Linked DNA regions of Pan troglodytes: region 1 is linked to region 2. The links are chromatin contacts, called in public Hi-C maps. All regions are on one chromosome and are shown on one strand. Each heading gives the region's core, a stretch centred on a gene start, on an enhancer-like site or on the middle of the called end of the contact. The rest is flanking DNA. Distances are from core to core; before and after follow the strand shown. Region 1 overlaps PKNOX2 (PBX/knotted 1 homeobox 2). Region 2 overlaps PKNOX2 (PBX/knotted 1 homeobox 2).

The links. Hi-C and Micro-C count contacts between places; a contact is called where the count stands out from the background.
Region 1: a contact with region 2 is called in a Hi-C map of stem cell-derived neural progenitor cells, with 4 times the contacts expected there. The contact joins two enhancer-like sites. A contact is called at or near these places in 3 of 7 Hi-C or Micro-C datasets (blood, induced pluripotent stem cells and stem cell-derived neural progenitor cells) and 1 of 1 other capture datasets (stem cell-derived neural stem cells).

The regions. Positions count from the first base shown.
Region 1 is chr9:127,342,086-127,349,390 of NHGRI_mPanTro3-v2.0_pri, reverse strand. It overlaps PKNOX2 (PBX/knotted 1 homeobox 2), which reads right to left. Exons shown (of 17, transcript XM_054661696.2): 11 at 6,564-6,752. Among named protein-coding and RNA genes, the nearest start is that of FEZ1, 94 kb to the left of the region's middle. Within about 2 kb of position 2,705, at least 4 of the 24 cell types and tissues checked have an H3K27ac peak or open chromatin away from gene starts, as enhancers often do. A contact at or near this core is called in stem cell-derived neural progenitor cells and stem cell-derived neural stem cells, where this site is marked.
Region 2 is chr9:127,291,049-127,298,238 of NHGRI_mPanTro3-v2.0_pri, reverse strand. It overlaps PKNOX2 (PBX/knotted 1 homeobox 2), which reads right to left. Exons shown (of 17, transcript XM_054661696.2): 8 at 2,263-2,371. The coding sequence starts at 2,349. Among named protein-coding and RNA genes, the nearest start is that of FEZ1, 140 kb to the left of the region's middle. Within about 2 kb of position 5,293, at least 6 of the 24 cell types and tissues checked have an H3K27ac peak or open chromatin away from gene starts, as enhancers often do. A contact at or near this core is called in stem cell-derived neural progenitor cells and stem cell-derived neural stem cells, where this site is marked.

The DNA of each region.
Region 1 (7,305 bases), core at 1,456-3,955, 54 kb before region 2:
GTGATGTGTGTGTTTGTGTGTGTGCCCGCGCAAATGTGCCTTAGGAGGGTGGAGAGGTTGTCCCTGTCCCCAGACACCCCTTCCCGGCAGCATCCCTCCGTTCTGGCAGAGCCAGGGCCCTGTCTCAGACCAAGAAAAGCCAGATTCCCAAACTCGGGAAAGCCAAGCACATGTAAACAAGCCGCCTAATCCTGTTCTTGTTCCACTGCTGTTGGGGGCCTTGGTCTCAAGGGAAAGGCAGTTCTGGCCTGTGGGGACAAGCAGCAGCTGCTGCTCTTAAGGAACATTCCTTCTCAGGCGGGAGAAGCACTCAGGTTTCACTAGCCTGGCGGCAAAGGCCACCCTCTGGTCTCTGGGCTCCACGGCTGCAGGGCTGGGGGTGAGGAACCGGCAGAAGAGACAGCTTTAATGCCTGTGACAGGCAGTGTGGCTCATTTTATTCCACTTCAGTCTAGGGATGCCCCCTGTCCATCTAAGTAGTGATCTTTCCAGGGCAGATCGCCCCCTACCCCAGCCCCATCCAGTCTTCTCCCTGGTCCTGTCCTCAGGATGCTTAGCCACTGGGCAGAACCTCTGGGGTCCTGTGAGGTGATGGCCCCCTACCCCTTCGGCCCCCTGCCAATCTGGAAAATCCAAAATTCCTTAGAGGTCAATAGGCAAGTGCCACCCTTCCCAGGTGGGGATGCATTGATTAGCCCCCTTCCTATTCTGCTGGGGAGGCGCAGAGCTGCAGAGTCGCATCTGGCAGCTGGGCCTAGCATCTCAGAATGTCCTCAACTCTGTACCTCTCATTTCCCTACTTCCAGTCTACTAGCAAATCCAAATTCTTGGTTCGTAGCAATTGGCTTCTTCCTCTGTAGTCCCTAACCCCCTGACCAATAGCTAGGTAGGGTCATCCGTCCCCACCCAGGTCCCAGGACCCCTGATTCTTCTCCCCATGTGTCACAAAAACATATCCCCATGTAGCAAGAAGAACATGGGCTCTGGAGTAGCCCATCCCGGACTCCAGCACTTGCTAGGTGTGTGACTTTGAGCCAAGGTCTTCACTTCTCTCAGCTTCTCTTTTCTTGGATGTAAAATGGAGAAAATCATGTGTACCTTGCAGCCTCTCATGAAGAGTAAATTAGATAATCTGTGGAAAGCACCTAGTACACACCATGTTTGAGACAGAGGGGAGCTCAATAAATGTTCACCGTCTCCCCTCCTTCTGCCAGCTCTTCTTGGACCAATACAAGATGTGGCTGCTCAACTGATTTGTCTCCAGCGTGTCTCCAGCCCTGACCCTGTTGCCTACATTCTCCACTACCTTTAAAGTCTTTAGCAGTCGGCCACCACTATCAGCCCCAAAACAGAACTCCCACACATTTGGCTTCAAGGTACTCCATCATTACACTTGGAGACCTGGGACTGTGTCGCATCCATTTTTTATATCCCCAGAACTCAGTAGGCTCCAGAGGTGCCTGAATGGATGCAGGATGCGTGAATGAATGAGCCCCCTTCACCCCATCTCCTCTCTAGGGATTCTGATTGGCTCTCTCTGTTTCTCGCCTTCTTTCAGACTTCTTGCTACATTGGAAACACTCACCTTTATAAAGGTTGCCAAATAGGCTACCATCTCTCACCAAGCCTGCCTGAAATGCCACCTCCCTGAGGAAGCCCTCCCAAGGCCAATGAATCTGTAACTTCTCCAATCACAATGGGCAAAATCCTCCTGTTGGCCTCTCCACTCTGTACTGAGGTTTGTTTATCCTATTGTGGAGCAGGAACAAACTGGCCATGAAGGTGTGAGAGCTGGGTCTGGGACTTGGTCCCCCTCTGAGGAACGATGAAGGATGCTGAGTTGAGACTGGGGCAACCTCAAGCCACACATGTGGATCACCCAATCCAGAATCCCTGCCTGCAGCTCCTCTCCCCATCTCTTTGGCTGCTCCTTTCCTCTATACCCTTGACCCTGAGCATTTCACGGCTGACATGATTTATCTAGATCCTCATTGTGACTCATGGCTCTCTCTCCCTGAGACTCGGAGCTCCTCTAGGACAATGGCTTGTGTCTGTTCTCACAGGACCGAGCACAGAACGTACAGTGAGTGCCCCCCAAACGCTTGGCAATTGAATGAGAACCATGATTCAATCCAATTTGCCTGGAATAGAGCTGAGGCTTAAATCTCCACAGAGAAAAAAGGATGAATTTCAGGTCAAACTAATACTTGAGTGAGGTGTCTCTCTAGTGGAATGGTTCTATTTGCGCCCTCTAGGAAGGACAGGAGAACCCAGAGTAGGGTCTAGAACCAGTCTCCTTACAGAGGATGCTGCCCCCACAAGAAGCCTGGGCTCTGAGGAGTAGGAAGCCTGGGTGTCATTGGGTGCCTGCAGCACAGGATGGGTTCCTAGGGAGGGGGAAAATCTAGCTGTGGCCCAGGTCTTTGAAAGTCTGCTTTAGTCCCCTGCTTGGTAGAACAGTCTCCCTTACTTCCCATCTCCACTTTGTCCAGCAGAGAAGACTCACACAGAGAAATCGAAGGCCGAGCAGGAAAACGCTCAACCCATCGATCTGGATGGAGGACACGGCATAGCATCTGGGAGTGGGGGTACCAAGTTGAAAACAAAAATGTCTCCCGCTTTGCAACACAAGGCTGGATGATTAGCACACAGGGAAAACCATGAGCCAGCAGTTTGCAACAAAGCTGGCAGGCGGCTGGAATGTTGATCCAGAGGATCATGTTCCAGAGGGGAGACACCCCTCCCCAGGCCAGGCTGGTGCTCAGTGAGGCTATTTCAGGCCGGGGGGATTAAGGGTGAACCATGACGAATGCATGTGCCCGCGTGTGCACACACATACACACACACACACTCACAAGCTCCTTTTCTCTCTCTCATACAGGCTCCTGTGTCTTGAACCCAAGACCTGCCTCCTGCACTGAAAGTCTCTGGTCCCCGATTCTTAGCAGCCCTGGGCCTCTCCTTCCTGGGAGAGCCCATGCAAACCCTGCCCCTACCTTAGTGCAACAATGACAGGGGCCTGTCCTGGGAAGGCTTAAGAGATGTGTGAGTGTGCAGGTGGGCCGAGGGATGGCCAGAGAAGGCAGGAGAGCAGGTTAGGAAGCTCCTGCCATAGCCTATGTGTAATTACCGTATTTACCCCCGAAGCCTGAGCAAAGCAGGCAGTGGCAGTCAGAGAAAATGCAGGGACAAGTTTGAGTAACACAATAGGAGCAGCACATAGCACATCCTCCTGACTTTCCCGCCTCCTTGTACCCTGGCTGCGCACTGAGCCACATGCATTGTCCTTTCACTTGCTGTCACTCTTGCTGCCGTTCCTCTCTCCGTCTGTCCTTCTGCCCCGTCGTTCTCAGTATCGTCTCCCTTTTCCTGGGTTTGTGTGCCTCCCTGTCTCTCTCTGTTGCTCTTTTCCTCCAATTCTTCAGCCTGTCTCTGCCTCCCTCCTGAATGTTGACCCTGCATATTTGGCTTTCTTTCCCTTTATTTTTCTTCCTATTTCTCCTTTCCTCCTTTGGCTTCCCCTTGCCCCTGCCCCCCCAACTTTCTTTCTCTCATTCCATTATTTCTTTCAATAAATACTTCCCGGCCATCTTTCTTGCACAAGACCTTGTGGTAGCCACTGCTGGGGTCACAGGGAGAGTACACTAGGACTCTGAAGAGATGAGTCTATTTCAAGAGACTATCAGCAGGCAGAGGCTGGAAATGGCTGTTTTTGGCCTGTAATAAGGTGATTTGGTGATTTCAAACATGTAAAATACTGTCTCTGCTCAAAAAGTGTTATCTAGGATAGGAAAATGAGATGAACACAGGGATCTATAATATAAAGTCACAGTGACTTTTGCCATATCGATGGCTCAGCAAGCTCCACCAGTTAGTGGAGTGCAGGAAGCGTCCATTCTGGATGGGGCATCAGGGAGTCCTCCTGAGTGAGCAGCCTTGTTCCTACCCTTGGGGAAGAAGCTGGGTTTGCTTGTGCAGAGATGATGGGGTTGTGGGGGAGGTGTCACCCGAACAGACAGGCATGGAGTGATGGTTACAGTACCTTGAACAGTCAGATTGGCCCACCCAGGAAGGCTGAAGCCAGACCTAGGAGGGCCTTGAATGTCAGGTGGACAGATGTGAAAGCCCTCCCTTCCACCCCCAGGGGCATGGCAAGCAGGGTTTCTGAGCAGGCGAATGACATGAGCAAAGTTAGAAAGATGAATCCAGCAGCAGAAGCTTAAGAGATGCATGAGTGTGCAGGTGGGCTGAGGGATGGCCAGAGAAGGCAGGAGAGCAGGTTAGGAAGCTCCTGTCATAGCCTATGTGTAATCACCGTATTTACCCCCGAAGCCAGAACAAAGCAGGTGGTGGCAGTCAGAGAAAATGCAGGGACAAGTTTGAGTAATACCAAGTAGGAATACCTCACTAGTGTCTTTTCTCTTTCTCAGTGCCTCGCTTGCATCACCCCCTCCCCCACACCTACCACCCAATTGTCTGATTCCTCTTTCCCAGCTGATCAATGGCCTTTCTGCAGTGGCTACCCCAGGGCCAGCTTCACTTCCAGGCAGAGATCTGATGCTTCCAGTGATAGGAATCAAAATTCTTCTCTCTTTCCTCAAAGCTCAGAAGGCTGAGTGCCGGGATTCTCCAGGGGGACTGATTTTTGCAGGTGGCAGCATCTCTGAGACCTTAACCATCCAGAGTCCGCGTTATCCTTTTCTGCAAATCCCACTTCTCCAGTGACCGACTGGTTTCTGCCAACCAACTTGTCAGTCTCAGACCTCCAACCCTGAGGGGGCTGAGGTGGCTGCTAAGCCCTCTGCCCCTCCTTCCTTCCCCGCCTACCCTGGTGCACCCCCAGCTCCAGAGCTCGAGGTGGAGTTGGAGGGCCCAGGAGGGGAAATCCAGTGCCTCTCCAAGGACCTGATTATTTCCAAAGACTTGTGCTAATTTTCTGATATGATCCTCACATCTCTGTGAGGCACTAAATCCTCATTACTTTTCCTGACCGATGCATTCTAATTAGATCAACACTTAAAAAAAATTCACAATAGCCACAGGATGGCTTTCCATCTCATTAACTCCTCACTTATTATTTTCATGAAAATTACTGATAAAAATGTGCATCTCCATTTGGCAAGGCCTCACAGCCTCCTCAGCTCCTATCTTGCATCTCTCCCATCACCGGGACTGCGCAGCGTCACCATGGTAACCCACAATAATAGAAACTAATAAATTACAAACGAGATGCTCGTTGAGCAATTATTGTCCTCTTTTATGCAAGTTTCTTGCTAATTTTGATCATAAGGGAAAGTACAATAAGACTCTGAAGGAATGAGTCTATTTCAAGAGAATATTAGCAGGCAGAAGCCCGGGCGGGTGTTTTTAGATCTGTAATAAAGTGACTTGGTGATTTCAAGCGAGAGGAAGAGGAAGTAAACTTCTTGCCCTATGTCCTGGGCAGTACTCACTACGGAGTCTCACAAAGAGCCCGCTGGGGTGGGTTGGATCTGATACCGAGTGTATCTTTTGTGCTTGTTGTCAAAATGTGCAAAGCAAGGCTGGCCTTCTAGAAGTCAGCCTGTCCCCTCCCCTGACTCCACCAATCTGGGGAGATAGAGTACATGGGTGGTTCCTTAGGGGTCTAGGGACAAAAACGGCACAGCCTTTCTTTGGCACTACTTCCAGCACCTCTCGGCACTCACTCCTAGAAAGTTTACCTGCATCCCCATGCCTGATCGTTTAATGAGAAGAGGCTACAGAGGACTCCTTGGGGACCCTCCAGGTGTCTTCCAGGACTCAGGAGCTCAGTGGAAGGGGAACAAAATCTCAAGCCTGTGGCTTATGCAGATGCCTGTGAGTTGGGCGGGAAGGTATTGCCAGGCAGCTTTCTCGGTTTGTAGGTTTGGGGAAAATATCCCGCCCTGGAGGGGAAACCCCATTCTTGCCCAAAGCGTGTAGTCAGCATTTCTGCATTTCCCAGGTCTCAGGAAGGAGGTGGCAGGGGAACCTGGGAACAGGGTGGTTTGAGGTGACCTTGACCATGGCCCTGAACCTTAGGGGGACAGAAATGCCAGAGTAGCGTGAGTGCCTGGAGAATGATTAGGGTGCAGCGGGCCCATGGGAAGCTGGCTTCACCCATTAGGTGGGCAGGATTCAGGGAATGACTGCTTTCCCCAAGTGCCCTTTCCCAGAAACGCAGATGGCTCAGCAAGCCGCGGCCTCTTAAGAAGCCTGTCCCAGCTCATCCTCCAGGAGAGCTTTTCATCTCCTTAGCTCTGGTGCTCATTCTGGGGGATACCTTGGGCCAGGAAGCCAGGAATGATTTTGGACATTGTCCCTCTCCGATCTGGTCATTTTCAAGGGAATACTAATGCCCTGGCAGGGCAGATTGTGTGTAAAAAAGGGATGGGATGGCCTAATGGATATGAAGAAGAGTGCATCAGAGGAGGGCCCTCATGGCAAAGGAACCCAGTGGGTCTAACCCAGTGAAGGTCACCAGGGGACCTTCCTCCACGCCTGGCTCCAGAGCTGGGCTTAGGAGCCTGGCTTAAGAGATGGGACCCAGCTCTGGGTGTTACCTGTGAGTGAAGGTTGATGGAGGGCTGGTTGGGGGAGTAGGGCCCCCCTAGATCATTCCTGAGCAGGTTGTCGCTGTGCATCTTGGTTTTGAGGCAGGTGATGTAACGGTTACAAAAGTCCTTGCAGAGTTCATTGACTTTCTCCAGCTCCAGAAGGTGGATTCTCAGGACCTGGATTGCCTTCACCATCTGTGGAGAGGGAGGAGAGGTGAGCCCAGGTGTTTGCATCCCATTTCCCTCACTGCCTGGACCCCCAGCCCCCACCACCCCAGGGGAGGGGAGCCCACCCCCTGACGTAGCTCATGCTTCCTACACTTGATCTTGGCCAAAAGGCCCAGAAGTGGTAGGCGGTGCCTTCTCATCCCCATGACTTCAGTTCTAATGATGGCTCTCTGCTAATTATTCCTTTGCTCTGAGCCCTCTGTTATCACAGCTGTTCTTGAGGCAGTTGTGGTATTCTGAGAACAGCATTGGCCTTAGCGATGGGAGGCCAGGTCCAAGCCCCGGGCCTGTCATTTACTATCTGTGTGAGCTTGGGCAAGTTGCTCAAGCTCTCTGTGCCTTAGTGGCTAACAAATGGGGATAATTAGATTCTCCCTGACAACTTTACAGGTTTGTTGTGAGTGTTGTATGAGGGCGTATACATGGTAGCACATTGTGAGGTGTGAAGGACCAGGCAAGCATGAGGAAGACGGAGATCAGAATTTCTTATAAGTGCCTCTAGAGCTCAGGGACTGTCTAT
Region 2 (7,190 bases), core at 4,044-6,543:
GGTGACATTCTGGCGGATCCTCAGAGAGGAGAGCCTTCGGGCAGTGCCTGTGTCTGGCTTCTGTCTGAGACCTTAGATATGGAAGTGGAGACTCCCTTCTTCCTCACAAAGGCTAGAGCAGCTCAGTGGTGACTTCTGGGGGGCTGAGCACCTTAGGGCTGCAGCCCACCTCCATCCATCCCTTGATAGCTGGGATTTATTAATCCAGCTGTATGCTGATCATTAAATTAGGCTTCTGGATCAGCATTCAACACAGGCCCTTGCTGCAGCTCTCCGGCTAATCCCTGCCAAACCAAAACTTCTCCCAGCTCCCCAGGCAGTCAAAACAGGGAGGGGTGGGTGAGAGGGAAGCGGCCTTCATCAGTCATGCCAACACAGTGTTCTCTGACCTCTCAGCCCTGCCCTGGTCTATCCTTGAGCCTTGGGTATGGAGGTGTGGGCCTTGGCAGCTACCACCTGCTAAATACAGGAAGGGTCTCCATCTCTGTTCCCCATTCTTCTGGAGAGAGAATCCAGTCACAAAACAAGTGGAGCCCACGTTCCCACCGCTTAATCGATATGTGGGCATCGATGTGTGCTGGCTGAGTGGAATGGGAATGGGTCTGCTGCTATCAAAGAAGGATGATCTTGCCCCTATTCTGGCCCCTAGCTTCTTCTCTCACTTCTTTCTTGGGAGGCAAAAGGTTCCCATCAGTTGAGGGCTCCTTCTGAACTTTGTCTCGGGAGCTGAAACTACAGAGGGAAGGGACTTGACATAGTGTTGGATGCCTGGAAGCTTTCAAATACAAGAGCCATGTAAAGGCCAAGTTCAACCCTGTGGCTTATTCATGGAAGCTACTGGCATGAGCAGAGGGCTCGCTGAGGATGGGGTTAGGCTGGGAGAGCTGGGGAAGTAATATGATTTGATATGTGGGAGCGGGGCCGTAGACACGTGCTCAGAGATTGGTGAAGGACCAGGGCTTTTGGACCTTCAAGGGCAGAGCAAAGGTGTTCCATATGCTGGGTACGCTAGAAAGAAGCCCCACAGCATCTGGTAATCTCCCAGAGGATGACAATGATGTATAAAGCAGCTACTATATGCTCCCACTAGGCTGGAGGCATCAGGGCCATAGTGAGCACAAGCCTGGCATCTGCATCTTAAGACCCCTTTCATGCTGCACAAATCTTCCGTGTGGCCCATGAGAACCACTGTGTTTGAAAATGCCAATGAGTGAGGGATGGCAGAGGAGGGCAGAGAGTGGCTGCTGGAGGAGTGCAGATGGTAGCCTGCCCACAGCACCCAGCGGGCACCTGCTGCACATGGGCGAATTTGTGGATGGACATTCTAGCTGGGTGCATTTCACATCACAGGTGCCCAATAAATAATTATTGAATTCACATTGACAGGAGAGTGTGAAGGGAAGGGTCGGAGAATGAAGGCTTCTGTGAAAGCACAGACACAAAACTCGAAGTTTCCAAAGAACCAAGGGTGGACAAGAGGAGCACCTGGGGGAAGCAAAAAGGAAAAGCGGCTGGTCTAGAGGATGTAGGAGGGCAGCCCCCACAAGCTGGGCAGGCTTCCAGGAGGAGAAGGGCAGGCAGCATGAAGACAGCCAGAAGGCACTGCTGAGGAGGGGCATGTTGCAGGAGAGGCAATCGGGGTGGGGAGCGCAGAAGATCTTGGGGGGCGGCTGTGTCTGATCTGAGGGATGGAAGCTGGGGACCAGAAGGAAAGGGTTGCGGGGTGTACAGAAAGAATCTTGGCTTTTTAAAAGTAGAAGCCCAGAAGAGTTCTGAAGAGAACAGAGATTCTCCCGACAGGCAGGCAGAGGAGGACAAAAGGGCCCAAGTGACCCGAGAATGGGGGGCCTGGCACTCAGAAACCTCTGAGTGTGAAGTTTCTCAAACACTCAGAGGGCGGTTCCGCTCACATCTGGTACCTGGGTCTCCCCCACTGTGGATTTTGCCCCAGTCACAGCAAAGGGGCTTGGCTGCGCTTGTCTGCTGTCTGATGGATGGGGTGGAGGACAGGACTGTGACCACTAATCTAGCTTCCAGTCCTAGGTCCTGGGGTCTGAACCTGGTGACTGCCCTCGGGGTCTGTGTTTGCAGGGCTCTCGCTCCCCAGGCTGACGGGAAAGAGCCCGGAGTGCCACCAGGACGTGATTGCGGGAGGCCTGGCTCAGCCCGTCGGCCCCTGGAATGTCCCAGCCTGCAGCTGGGGCTCTAAGGCCACCACACTCCCTCCCCCGTGGTGGGAGGCAGCGGCCCCTGCGCACTCACCTGTGGGCTGTCCTGGTAGGGTGGGGGCGGGACATTCTGCGTGGCCATCATCGTCAGAGCGGGGGCTGGGGAGGCATGTTGCATCATGGGATTGATTCACATGGAGGACCTGTGGGCAGGAGAAAGGGGGCCGCACCGTTAACACCGCTGAGCAGGCCCGCCCTGGGCACCCAGCAGCTCCCTGTGTCCCCCGCTGGGCCACCTGGGCCGGCTGGATGCAGCAAGGGTTGCACGCCCTTCAGGGCAACAAATGAGAGCTAAGGAAGAGGTCTGGGTGGGGAGGGTCTTGCTGTGCTATTTTGACTTGAAAGAAACAATATTCAAATCATATGTAAAACAACCGGTACCCCTGCAGCGGCGCTTTGTTCAGCATCAGCTCCGGCCTCTTGTACGTGTGGGGAGGGGGCACGAAGAGGGAGGGGGCCTGCCTGGTAGCAGCACCGGGGGACTGGAGGCCATTTGGATACCCCTCCTTCCCCAGGAGGACCCTGAGTTCCAGCCTGATAAGGGTGCTCCTGGCCCCGCTGTTTCCCAGGCTTTCTGGAGCAGCCACAGCGCGCACAGGGGCAGGAGGGCCTCAGGCCAGCTACGGGATTCCAGGGTCCCCAAGCACCAAGCTCGCCCCTCCCCAGGGCTCACCCGTCCTCAGACTGTGAGACGGAGGACGGCCTGGACCCGTCCTCAGACTGTAGCCCCAGGGTGGCTGCCTGGAGGCCTTGGGGAAGGGAAAGAGGCAGGGAATGCCGGTCTACTCCTGTACTTTCCCAGGCTCGGGCTTGTGACTATGGGCGTGTCCACAGATGTGCCTGCATATCCTATTAAGGAGGACTTTCCTCAGTCTTGGTTCAGTACGGTCACCGGAATGTGGGGATACCAGAAGAGCTATCAGAGCCAAATGGGCTACCTGCCTCTTTGGCTGGTAGAAGACAGAGGCCAAGGGTGACTTGTGTATGGGAGGGCGGGGGTTGGGGGACTTGTTAGTGAAGCTGGGATGGAAGCAGCACCTCCAGATTCCCAGCTCTGGGTCTGCTCCACTGTTGCCCCCATCATTTCCCCATCACCAGTAAGCAGGCGAGCTGCCCCCATGAAGCCTCAAGATTTCCTCTTGAAGTAGGATGTGGTGCCATAAGTGGAGACAGCCCGGCTGTGCCACCCAAGGAAACAGAATGTCCAGAGAGCTGTTGTGCTACAGTAGATGCTCTGAAATATTTAGATCTAGAAGCCACAGGCTAGTTGCCTGATACAGGGCTGTCCACTGTAGGGTAGGAGGTTGCTAAGAGCCTCTGTGGAGTGCAGGACGTGTCCTTCTCCTGGGTGGAGGGCACTGTTGGTGTAGAAACCTTTGTGAGCACAGCACTCACACCCTCCGTCCCCTCTCCCTGAGGCACCTGGGGCTTCATCCTCTTCCAGCTGGGCCCTTCCCAGGGTCTTCCAAAATGTTCACAGACCTGAATTCTGTGGGAATTTGAGAGTGCTTTGGAGCTGCTGTCATCTAAAGGGGCTGGCCTCCAGGGCCGTGTGTGTGTGTGTGTGTGTGTGTGTGTGTGTGTGTGTGTGTGATTCTTTTGGTTCTTTTTCAGGAAGTGGAAGTAAGATCTACTCTGACCTGACCTGAGTCTCCAAGATACCAAGTATGCTTTGACCTTCTGCAAAAAGCACTGGAAAGGCCTGTTTCACTCAATAGATGTCTACCAACTACCAACTCTGTGCAGAGAACAGTGTGAGGAGTGTGGTGGGACAGATGAATGAGGCATGGCTAGGAGAGGGAGGTCATGGTCCTAAAGGAAGAAAGAAAATGAGGTGGAGGTGGGTGGAGAATGCACAGGGAGGGATGGCTCCCCCGGTGCTAAAAATGCCGACTTCAGGCCGGTTCCGTCGGCCTCACCGCCTGTCACTCGCCCCCGCCTGGCCTCCTTCAGAAGACGGACTACCAGGATATCTTCACAACAGCATGCAGGGCCTCGCCCATCTCACACACCGCTGGTCCCTGAGATCCAATTTCCTTTTGCAAAGGGATGCAGGAGGGGGCTTTGGGGGAGCCTCTCTCTTCAGGCAGGGGAACCAAGGCCTCTGTTCACAGCTGGATCTTTGTCTGGGTGGTGGTCAGCATCCCAGAGAGCCAAGAGCAGAGTGAGGGTTGCAGAGGGAAAAAGGTGGGGGTGGGGTAAGATATAGACTTTTTGAGACATCAGAAGGAACTTCCAGAATTAAGACTTTTGAGATATTAAAGTGGGTGGAATTTCTCTTTTTTGGACCCTGACAAAATAAAGGAAATAGGAATGTTTCAGGGGCCTATTAAACATAGCCTTCCCTGGAACTCTGGCAGAGAAGGCAACTTTGGATAGGGCCCAAGGGCCAGGATGGTGGGATCTCTTCCCGGGAGCATCGATCACAGGTGCTCATCCGCCAGGAAAAAAGTGAAGGGCCATAGCACCGTAGTGCCTGCAGCCTCCAGAAGAGGGAGCCTGGGGGCAGAGTCAGGGTGGGAGCCGCCTCAGGAAGGAGGGCTTTCTCCCCCTCTTAGGGGCAACTAGTTCTCTTTAACCTCGGGCTTGGGTCTTTTGGTAACCTCATTCCATGGATTAGAAAGTCATAATGAAGGCAAAACAAAGGAAGCTCAACGAGGAGGGCATAGGCTACAGAGAGGCGCCTTTCATTCACATTCTTTTGTTCACTGTCCAGTGAATGGAAGGCAGGGTCATTTTAGAGGCGCTGTCCCCAGAAATATTTGTAGCAGCAGGAGGGCTGCCCTGTGTGGGGGTAAGGAGGGGTGGTTAAGAGTAGTCTGTGCCCAGAGACAACCACCCATGAGGCTGAGACTGTTCAGTCCTGAGCCCACCAGGCTGCGGAGCAGGGCCAGACCCGCGTCGAAAGAAGACACAGGAACAATATTCTGAGGACCCAGATGGCCCTGGCCCCTCCCCCTCCTTGGGGTCACCACAGGCCACTAGGCCACTGCCCCATTACCCTCTGGGGGCTTCTCCTGCAAGAGAACAGGAGGCCTTTTCATTAGAGGCTTAAGTTTCCTTCTCTGCTTGCTCAGGCACAGAAGCCTCCGGCAACTTGACACTCCGGGAGCTCAGCTGCTGGAGACCCTGCACCCATGTCCGGAAACTGGCTCTTTTCCTCACACCTCTCCACCCACACATGCACTTCCCCGGTTCCTGAGGGGCCACGTGCAACCATCCTGGAGAGGAATTTGGGGATCTGACTCGCCTTATCTGTGACTTGGCTGGGACTTTGCAGTGGGGTGTGGGGGAACTCTTTGAGCCACAGCGGGGGTCCTGGCCCTTTGGGGGAAGCCTGCCCTTTTTGCATTTTCTTTGGGAGAGGGAGGGGAGCAGCAGGCCTGAGCCCCTGCAAACCTAGCCCCGGGCTTCAGAGCTTTTGTCACGGATTCTGAGAGGCTGCTTGGCCCTGTCCAGAGGCCCCAGTGCTCTGTCACCAGACACCTGGGCATTCAAGGGGGCACAGTCAAGACTGCAAGTGAAGGACAGATGAGGAACATCTCCCATGGAGAGGTTTCCCATCGCGAACAGGCTCACAGGGAAATGTTGCTTTTTAATTTGTTTTGTTTTGTTCAGTGCTGAAAACCTTTATGATATGACATCTAGGAGGGAAAAATTCTAATGCAACACTTGACCCCACAATGACATCCAAGAAGAAATCATTTGTGTCTCTGATATCATCAGAAGAAACTAAAATGCCATTTTAGAGAGCCCAGGAGCCACCGAGGCAGGATCAGTGGACGCAAAGTCATAAAAGGACACCCCTTTAGGAAATGGGATGGGCAGTCCTGGGCACCCACCTCCCTCAGCCTCCTCAACCCATGCCCCCCACAGCCCTGCACCACCAGGTCTGCAGTCTGGAGCCCCAAATCCAGTGTGTTGACAAACAGGCTCAGAAAAAAAATACCAAGCTCATTAGGAAGGAGCTCATTAGGACTTGTTGACATGAAACCCATTAGACCAATTAACATTCCATTAACGGCCTGGGTCACAAAGGGGTTAATGCTGCCAGGCAGTAATTGGGCCAGTGTGCCGGGGTTGGGGGCTCAGGGCCTTAAGGATGAGACACAAAGTCTAATTGGGAACTCTCTGGCCAGCTGGCCTGACAGCATTTGTTCCTGGCCCCTGACCCTAGCTGAGACAAATTGATGGGGGATAGGGAAAGTAGGGCCAGCTCGCTTGGCCCCTCACTGTCCCACCCACCTGCCCCAAACTGGAGACAGGGCCCATGGCTGGCACAAGGACAAGGGTGAGGGGACACTCCCACCCTCCTGGACTCTGACAGTCCTGTTTTCTTCCTTCACGCCATTCCCCCCACTCCCTCTGGTCAAGTTTCTTTCTCAGCCCCGGGGAAGTGGGTCCCTTCTCTCCAGGAATTGCTTTGCAGTGATGTTACCCTCTTAGAAGAACTCTTTGGAGAAGCTAGAATCCTTCAGGCCCAGAGCCCCGTTCATCTGAAGAGTGCTGGAGTTCAGAGAGAGGGATGGAGGGGATGGTGGCCCTGGGTCTGCCTGCCTTCTGGCCCCTGACCTCCTCCCCTCCTTCCTCCCTTCCTTCCCCCCTTCCATCCTCCTTTCCTTCCTCCCTTCCTGTCCCTTCTTCCCTCCCTCCCTTCTTCCCTCCCTCCTTTCTTCCCTCCCTCCTTCCTTCCTTCCTCCCTTCCTTCCATAGCAGCCAAGAGGCACTCATGAGGGCCCCTAGGAATGCTTCTTGTCTGTCCTCCGACACATACAAGCAGCATGCTCATGATTTTCCTTCCCTTGAGACAAGTAGGGGCTGTGGAAGTCCCATCCTCTGTCTGGGTCTCAATTTCCCCATCTGTAAACTTTGGGATTGGATGAGGGAATTCACAGGGCCACCCCTCAGTTCTCAGTTCCCATGATCTAAGCCTGGCCTTGGGGTAAAAAAAATTCTGGATTC